2 separate regions of the Rattus norvegicus genome follow, and region 1 is linked to region 2. The links are chromatin contacts, called in public Hi-C maps. All regions are on one chromosome and are shown on one strand. Each heading gives the region's core, a stretch centred on a gene start, on an enhancer-like site or on the middle of the called end of the contact. The rest is flanking DNA. Distances are from core to core; before and after follow the strand shown.

Evidence for each region. Hi-C and Micro-C count contacts between places; a contact is called where the count stands out from the background.
Region 1: a Hi-C map of liver shows a contact between it and region 2, with 1.8 times the contacts expected there. The contact joins two enhancer-like sites. A contact is called at or near these places in 2 of 12 Hi-C or Micro-C datasets (both in liver).

The regions. Positions count from the first base shown.
Region 1 is chr12:44,525,275-44,529,477 of GRCr8, forward strand. The region is part of intron 14 of Ksr2 (kinase suppressor of ras 2); the gene reads right to left. Among named protein-coding and RNA genes, the nearest start is that of Nos1, 160 kb to the left of the region's middle. Within about 2 kb of position 1,512, at least 4 of the 93 cell types and tissues checked have an H3K27ac peak or open chromatin away from gene starts, as enhancers often do. A contact at or near this core is called in liver, where this site is marked.
Region 2 is chr12:44,412,914-44,417,191 of GRCr8, forward strand. It overlaps a transcript of Nos1 not described here. Among named protein-coding and RNA genes, the nearest start is that of Nos1, 43 kb to the left of the region's middle. Within about 2 kb of position 2,673, at least 2 of the 93 cell types and tissues checked have an H3K27ac peak or open chromatin away from gene starts, as enhancers often do. A contact at or near this core is called in liver, where this site is marked.

The sequences.
Region 1 (4,203 bases), core at 262-2,761, 110 kb after region 2:
CAGCGTTGCAGCAAAGGCTCGTGACCCTGTGCACACCCTCTGTGTTAGACTGAAAACCATCTGAAACGAGGAAACGAAATAGAACTTTCCTCCCTCACATGTTTAATAAGGAAACAAAAATAGCCAAAGCTACTGCAAACACTTAGCTGCAGAAACTGCCGTTTTGCATGGAATGTCTTGTCCTTCCTTCCTTCCTTCCTTCCTTCCTTCCTTCCTTCCTTCCTTCCTTCCTTTCTCCTTTCTTTATTCTTTCATTCCTACCTTCCTTCCCTCCCTCCCTTTCTTCCTTCTTTTCTTCCTTTCTTTCTCATGAAACTGGGAATTGAACCTTGTGGATGTTACTTTCTTCGCCCTAGGTCTTTCCTTTCCCTATTTTGTATTTTTGAGACAAGGTTCCACTACGTTATCTAGGTTGGCCTTGATCTTGCTCTGAGGCCAAGCAGTCTTAGAACTTACAGTCCTCCTGTCTCCTCAGCCTCCTGCACAGCAGTGTGTGTGTGTGTGTGTGTGTGTGTGTGTGTGTGTGTGTGTGTGAGCTCAGAGGACAGCTTTCAGGAGTCAGTTTTTTCTACCATGTGGGTTACGGGGGACGGAACTCAACTTGTCAAGCTTGGTGGCAGGCACCTTTACATTGAGCCTTCCCATTGGCCCAGAGATGTCTAATTTTTATCCGTATCTTCCAAGAGATGTAAACACCACACAATTTTATAAATGAAGGAGCTGCGACACGTGGGAAGGGAGAGAAGATATCCGCAAAAGATCAAAGAAAAGTTTACAGAGTGCACTGTTGGGTAGAAATCACAGGTGTCAACTAGGACTATTGTCAGCAGAACTCTCTAGAAAGGCAGAGAGGTGGCAGTGTTCATATTGCGACAGTCAGGCAAGCATGAAGAACTAAACAGGAACCGTGGGTGGGGCTAACCTTCCAAGGCTCACCCCAATGACCTCCTGGCTATTCATTAGACCCATTAGGTCATTCATTTCTCCTGGGAGGAACACTGCCATTTCTGAGCCTCTCTTGCCAATGGATGTGATATGCCCAAGGGCTTCCGTGTAAGCCAATGGTGTATGCACAGAAAGACATAAGGTGCCTGTAGGCACATGACAGCCCCTCAGTGTGAACCTTTATGCCTTTTCTCTTCCCTCAACTAGATGAAGGGACCTCTGATTCTAGTGTGTGGAAGGGTGTAGAGCATCTCGCCACAAACGGGGAAAAAGAAAGCCATCTGGATCATTTTATCTCTTTTTCTGTTTTGTTGGATTTTTTTAAAATGTTTTGCACATGTTTGAAATCAACTTCAGAAGTCATCCCTGCCCACCATCCAGCTCCTTTGAGATAGAGTCTCTCACCAACCTGGAGCCCCCCGCCCTCCACGCTAGGATCACCTGCACGTGTTGCAACTGTCCATGGATTCTGCAACTCCAACTTGGGTGTTCACACTACCTAGTGAGCCTTCCTCCCTTCCCTACCTCTCTGAGCATATCCTGGGCTGAGGCTTACTTGGCAAAGAGCCCCCACGTCAAACATGTGGCTTTCTCTGGCTGGCTGGGTCATGTGAAGAGCTATTCTTTATCTGGTTTGTATTTTTAACAACCGCCGAGTTATCTCCTGGGCAATAAGACAAAATATTTCTGAAGTGATGACAGATGTCACACACATGAATCCAGCATCTTGGAGACGCGAGGGAGCGGTGACCAGAAAGAAGCAATGTTCCTCAGCCAGGCAGAGGCCTCAGCTGGTCACCGGACTGTTTAGAGCTGGGCTTAAGCGAACTGCACGCGAGAGGATGCTAATCTAACGGCGCTGATGATGATGGGCATTTATAGCGCCTTCCTCCACAAAAGTCCTGTGTGGAGGCACATAATTAAAGGCAGCCGCTGACAAAATATCCTTTTCAGCTGAGATTCATGAAAGGAAAGCAATTCAGCGTTTCTAAACACTAAAGGAGTGCAAACCCACTGGATGGTGTTTGTGTGTGTGTGAGTGTGTGTGTGTGTGTGTTTGTTTGTGTTTGTGTGTGTATGTGTATGTGTGTATGTGTGTGTATGTGTATGTGTGTGTATGTGTGTATGTGTATGTGTGTTTGTGTGTGTTTGTGTGTGTATGTGTACGCATGTATGTGTGTGTTTGTGTGTGTGTGTTTGTGCGTGTGTATGTGTGTGTGGGTTTGTGTGTGTACGTGTGTGTGTTTGTGTGGGTGTTTGTGTGTGTATGTGTGTGTGTATATGTGTGTATGTGTGTGTATGTGTGTGTGTGTTTGTGTATGTATATGTGTGGGTTTTGTGTGTGTGTTTGTGTGTGTGTATGTGTGGGTGTTTGTGTGTGTTTGTGTGTGTATGTGTATGTGTGTGTGTATGTGTATGTGTGTGTGTATGTGTTTGTGTATGTGTATGTGTAGGTGTTTGTGTGTGTGTGTTTGTGTGTATGTGTATGTGTGTGTTTGTGTGTGTTTGTGTGTGTATGTGTGTGTGTGTGTTTGTGTGTGTATGTGTGTGTGTGTTTGTGTATGTATATGTGTGGGTGTTTGTGTGTGTGTGTGTTTGTGTGTGTGTATGTGTGGGTGTGTGTGTTTGTGTGTGTATGTGTATGTGTGTTTGTGTTTGTGTGTGTATGTGTGTTTGTGTGTGTGTTTGTGTGTGTATGTGTGTGTGTTTGTGTGTATGTGTATGTGTGTGTTTGTGTGTGTGTGCACTTGTGTGTGTGTGTGTGTGTGTGTGTGTGTGGTGTGGGGTATAAAATCTTCATGGCTCAGCCCCCTGCCAATTCTTGCATGTTAAATTTAGGACACTCAAAACTGCTCTGAAGAAAGGAAACAAACTCAAAAGACAGCAGCCTCCCCCCTCCCCCCAGTTACAGGAAAATAAAAGCAAGCTAAAAATCTCATCCAAGCACCAAGTGAACCATCTCCAGGAGAGGCCGCGAGGGGCTCTGGGCGTGTTTGCCTGTCTGTTGGATCCGACAGTGTGGTGTGATTGGATTTGAAAGCCTGAGAAACAGAGATTTGGAGTTGGACATAAATAATCTGTGGACGAGCCCCTGTTGGTTACTGGATTTAAATGTTGTGAATGAGACCCCTGCGCATTCACTGCTTCCTGGTCCCAGGTCATCCTCACAGGACTGAGAAGCCTCCTCAGGACCCTGGAACCCAGGGAGGGGATGAATGGCATGGACCAAATGAGAAGTTTTTTTAAAAACTCCTCCCGAGGGGACCAGTGCTTACACAGCACCCCTATACCTTGCTCCCTCTTAACCGCCCTCCCTGGAATCGTGTCCTGATAACCTAAATGCAAAGGAACTGTGGGTCATTTTCTGGGGTGCCCGCATAGGTGGAAGATATCAAGTCAGCATCCAAGATGGTACCCTAGCCGCTCTTCTCTGACCACCACTGCTCTGCAATGGGGATTTGAACTGAGTCAACCCGCTGAGGGCAAGAAGAGCCACTGGCCTATAGGAAATCCCCAGAGCAGTGAACACAGCCACTAAAAAAGCCGTGCTATGGTTTCTCACACTCCACGCTCCCGTTCAGAGCCTTTGCGGCCCTGCAGTCACCCGACATCTTGTGTCCTTTTTCCTGGTCCTCTCTCCCTCCTCCATTGCTCCCCACTGGTCTTCCAGCATCAGGGCCTTCGTACCTGATGGACACCCCCCCTGGGCTACACCCCTCTGACTTTCTGATGATGACTGTCTCCTCTTCAGCCAATCTTAACTCAGTGTTACTTTTTATAGGAATGACCCCCAGAGTGATCTAGGCCCTAATTCCTGGAGATGTCCACCAATTGCTACCTTGGATGTCAAAGAGGGACTTTACAGATGTGCAGGTGGTTCCAGATGATCTGGGTGGGCACTGAATGTAACTAACTGCCCCTTTACATGGGAAGCCGAAGCAGGTCTGACCAAAGCAGTTGACATAACCATGGAAACAACGCGCCCTGTTGCTACTGGCCTTGAGATGGTGGAAGAAGACAGACAGAAACCATGGTGGAAAAGGCAGTAAGCTGGATCCCCTCTTCTAAACCACGCTTCCACCACAGACCATGCCTTCACCTCGGACCATTCCTCCACCTCAGACCACGCTTCTGCCCCACAACACCTCCAGACCACGTCTCCACCTCAGATCACGCCTCTACCCTACCACGCCTCAGACCACGCCTCCACCCAGACCACGCCTCTACCTCAGACCACGCCTCCACCTCAGACCACAC
Region 2 (4,278 bases), core at 1,423-3,922:
GCAATTCCTGAGAGCAGCTTCTTCGAAGAGTTTGGGTTTGAAAACAGAGTGTGAAGAGGTCAGGCTGGGCCTCAGTCGTCCCGGCGTGAGAACTCTGGTCTACCCCCATAGCTTGTACAGTAATTATTATTATTTACTCTATGGGGTTTCAGTAGGGCTGATGAAGAGGGTTCTGGGTAAGATGGGACTCATCGTGGCTAGGGAAGAGATACCCAGCCACACTGACGTCACCACCCAATGCTCTTTGTATCAGAGTGGCAGGCTCAAATGACCACAGGAGCCAAGGCATTAGTCAGGGAAGCAGGTCACATGGGGATCTCAGAAAATCGTGGACATGCAGGCTAGCGGACTCTGCGTCAGCCAAAGTGATTACTAGGATGGATAGTTCAGGAGGGCTAGGATTCTTCATTCCTTGGAGGAATCCCGAACTCAGATTTATTTGTTAATTGTGTGTGTGCGTGCGCGCGCGCTCGCTCGCTCGCTCACTGCATGTTTGTGCACCATGTACATGCAGTACCCCTGGAGACCAGAAGAGGGCGTTGGATCCCCTGGAAATGGAATCACAGAGAGTTCTAAGCTGCCACGTGGGTGGTGGGAATTGAACCCCAGTCCTCTGGAAGAGCATCCAGTGCTCTTAACCGCTGAGCCATCTCTATAGCCCTCAGATTAAAAAAAAAATCAGTAAAATCGTTGCTAATTGATGGCTTGATTGAGTGCACATGCCACGGGGCGCAGGTGGATGCCAGAGGCTGTTGTGCGGAGATGGCTCCCCGCTTCCTCCTCCAGGGTCTTGGGAATGGAGCTTAGTTCTTTAGACATAGAGGCAAGTGCCTCTTAGCTCACTGAGACATCTCACCAGGCCCCAATTCAGACTGGATATAAAATCGGTGTGCGGCAACTATTTACATGTGAATGGGGTCTGAATAAGCAAACTTTGCGGTTCTTCTGATGCCTGAGATTGAAGCTCTCAGCACCTGTGGAGCGCACAGGTGCCTGTAGGCGTGGCCAAAGGGAAGGAAGGAGGAGGGGAAGGAGGGCGGGCAGGGGGGCAAGGGGTTCAGAAGGAAGTTAAGTCTCTTTTTCTCTTTCTCTCTTTCTCTTTCTCTTTCTCTCTCTCTTTCTCTCTTTCTCTTTCTCCTTCTCTTCTCTTCTTTGACAAGGGTTCACTCTGTAGCCCTGGCTGCAATGCTAAAACTCGCATTGTAGACTAGTCTGGACTTGAACTCAGAAATCTGTCTGCCTCTGTCTTCCAAGTGCTGGGATTAAAGGCGTGGGCCACCCCTAACCAACTTTGCTTTTAAGTTTTTCATCTAGAGAAGAAAAGATAAATTGTGGCCGCGAAAGTGCTAGAGTTTTGGGAGGAAGCAAGGTCTGCCTCTAAATAAAGTCATAGATAAGCAGAAATGGGCAGATGAAGGCGGGACATCCACGGAACTCAGGGAGAATACTCCCCTTGCTACAGTGGCAGGCTCCTGATGAAGGCCTGGACCATCCGATTACAGCCTCTCTTCTGGCAAAATGCTTGGTTTGAAATGTGAGCATGTGACTCAAGCAGAGCCAATCAGAGCCCTTTGCTGGGAATAAACTACTGTTGCTGGGTGAAGGAAGCCATCTTTAAACTAAGGCTAAGCATGCTTTGGTTATCTCAGAGTGGCTTTATTATGGCCATTAGGAAGTGGCGGGAAGTATAACTGAGATCCTCAGCATGGAGAAATCAGGAGAACAGAGGAGAGCAGGCCAGTGTGATGCATTCCTTTTTTCTATCAGGACTTGGGTTTCTGTCATAACCAAAAGAAGCCTGTTACCGACTTTTCTAGACTGGGTCACACCTATTGCCCTCAACAAGCCTACATTGGTCTCATGTACCCTAAGTGAGGAACGCAAGACTCAGAGAGACTGAGAGTTACCACACAGCAGCCAACATGATTGAGGATGCAGGGTCTGTGTTGTCCGCACTCCCTCTTAGAGGGCAGGGACATCTTAATTAAGGCATCTAGAACTCCTGGCTTCGGGCTTGAGAGGGCACCTAAGGCTCGGAAAGCTCTGGAAGGCACAGGGGACATGTGATCGGAAGGCTTCTGGCGAGTCCGTTTCTCATCAGCTGGGCAAAGCCAGTTCGTTTTAGCAGCCTAGGAGTGCGGCCTGGAGGAGGTTTTGGAGAAAGTTCGAAGGACCGAGAGGTGGCAAAGCACATGGAGGGGTTTAGAAATAGGAGCCTCAGGCTATCAAGCTGCCAATGTTGCCTTCCCTCTCCCTCCCCTTCCTTCCTTTTCTCCCCCTATTTCCTCTCCCCCCCCCTTTTACCCCACGTTCCTCCATCTTCCCATCATTCCTTGCACCTCTCTGTGCCCTGTGATAAATACTGGAGTCGTCTTAGGAATCGAGGTAACACAGCTCCCCAACTCCACCCCCCACTTATCCAGCCCTTTCTGCGTACCACAGTCAGGTCACTTCCTTTGAGCCCAAGCGGCTACCCAATGCTCTCAAGGGAGAGTTTGCCAGCTCAGCCATGTCTGCCACCTCCGGGCCTTTAAAATAAAAGCTCCTCTTGATGCACTGAATGAACACATTCCCACCTGATATTCATCTGCTAAACCTTATAAACCCTCAGGCACCAGAGGACCAGGTCCCTCCCCACCCCCCTTCTCAGACAGGGTGATGTAGTCCTGCTCCACAGCCAGAGTCCAAAGCTCACCCTTAGGTCAGCAAGTTCATATTGCTCTTAACTTGCTGGTGGCCAGTTGGTTTGCCTTTCTTTGTTGGGCTTATGAAGGACCGCTCCTTATCTATATACTTACAGAGTCTCAGTACCAGGGGTTGGGCAGAGTGGTGTAGGGGTGGGGAGGGTTGGTCTGGGGTAAGGATAGGCAGTAGGAACTCCCAATGTTCTATGGTGCAGTAGGCTACAGGGACCATAAGGATGAGTGCGAATGTCTAAGTAGCTGGATAGGTCTCGCTGCATAGCCCAGGCTGGCCTCGAACTCCTGATCTTTCTGCTGCAGCCTCCCGAATTCTGGGATCACAGAGACGCTGAATGACCCCACAGATGTTTCAAGCAGATTCACTAATGACCCTGATGTGACGGTTATGGAGAGTGAATGGATCAGAGTGGCATACTTTGTAAAGTGACTATTGAGTGTCACCGACCGGAAGGCGGGCAGGGAACTGGAGATGGGAGGGTCATGTGCAATGGAAGCTGCGGCTGTTTTCACTTCTGCAGCTCTGGCACCTACTGGCACGACCCAGGGGATGACAGGGGTCCTGGATCCCCACCATGGTGGGGACTGAAGGTTCAGGAGGAGCCCCTGTTGGCCAGAGCCCAGTTTCCTACAGTCTGAAATGTCACAATAGAAACACCATTGGCCAAAGCATCACTGCTGAATGAAGGATCTCAGACCAAGACCTCCCTGAGATTGTGTGTGTGTGTATGTGTGTGTGTGTGTGTGTGTGTGTGTGTGTGTGAATGTGGATGTGCATTAGCATTGTGTGTCTGTGTATACTTGTGTGTGTATGTGTGTGCTTACAACATGTAGCTATATGTACATGTATATGCATGTGGCTGTGTGCACATATATATGTGGCTGTATGTATATATGTGTGCATGTGACTGTGTGTGCACATATGTGTGGCTATATGTATATATGTGTGCATGTGACTATGTGTGCACACATGTAGATGTGTGTATACACATGCTCACATAGCTGTGTGCGCGCACACATGTGCTATATGAATGTCTGTGCATGTGGCTGTGTGCATGTGACTGTGTGTGCATGTGGCTGTGTATGCCCACATGTGGCTGTATATATACATGTGTGTGTGTGTGTGTGTGTGTGTACACACACATGTGGTTATGTGTATGTGACTAAGTGCACTCCTTTCTGAATGAAATTACAAGGGTCTCCAAGTCATGTTTGCCAAAGGTAATGTTCCTGGTGGGTCTGGGGTAAGGGACTACTGGTAGGAGGTTGTGTGACACTGTGGCTGGCTGGTGTTCTCTCTCTCTCTCTCTCTCTCTCTCTCTCTCTCTCTCTCTCATTTTTTGCTGACTACCCAGTGAGTCCCAGGGATCTGCTTCTTCAGCACTGAGATTACAAGTGTGCATACCATAGCTGACTCCCTGGGATTTTTTTAAAAAATGTTTTGTTTTTCTTTAACAAGGTGCTAGGGGCCAAACTGGGGTCCTTGTGTTGCAAAGAGAAGGAACCCTTACCCATGACAGCCATCTTCCCAGGCCCTGTGGGTTGCATTGCTCAATGAAAGCCACTTCCCTCCCACACT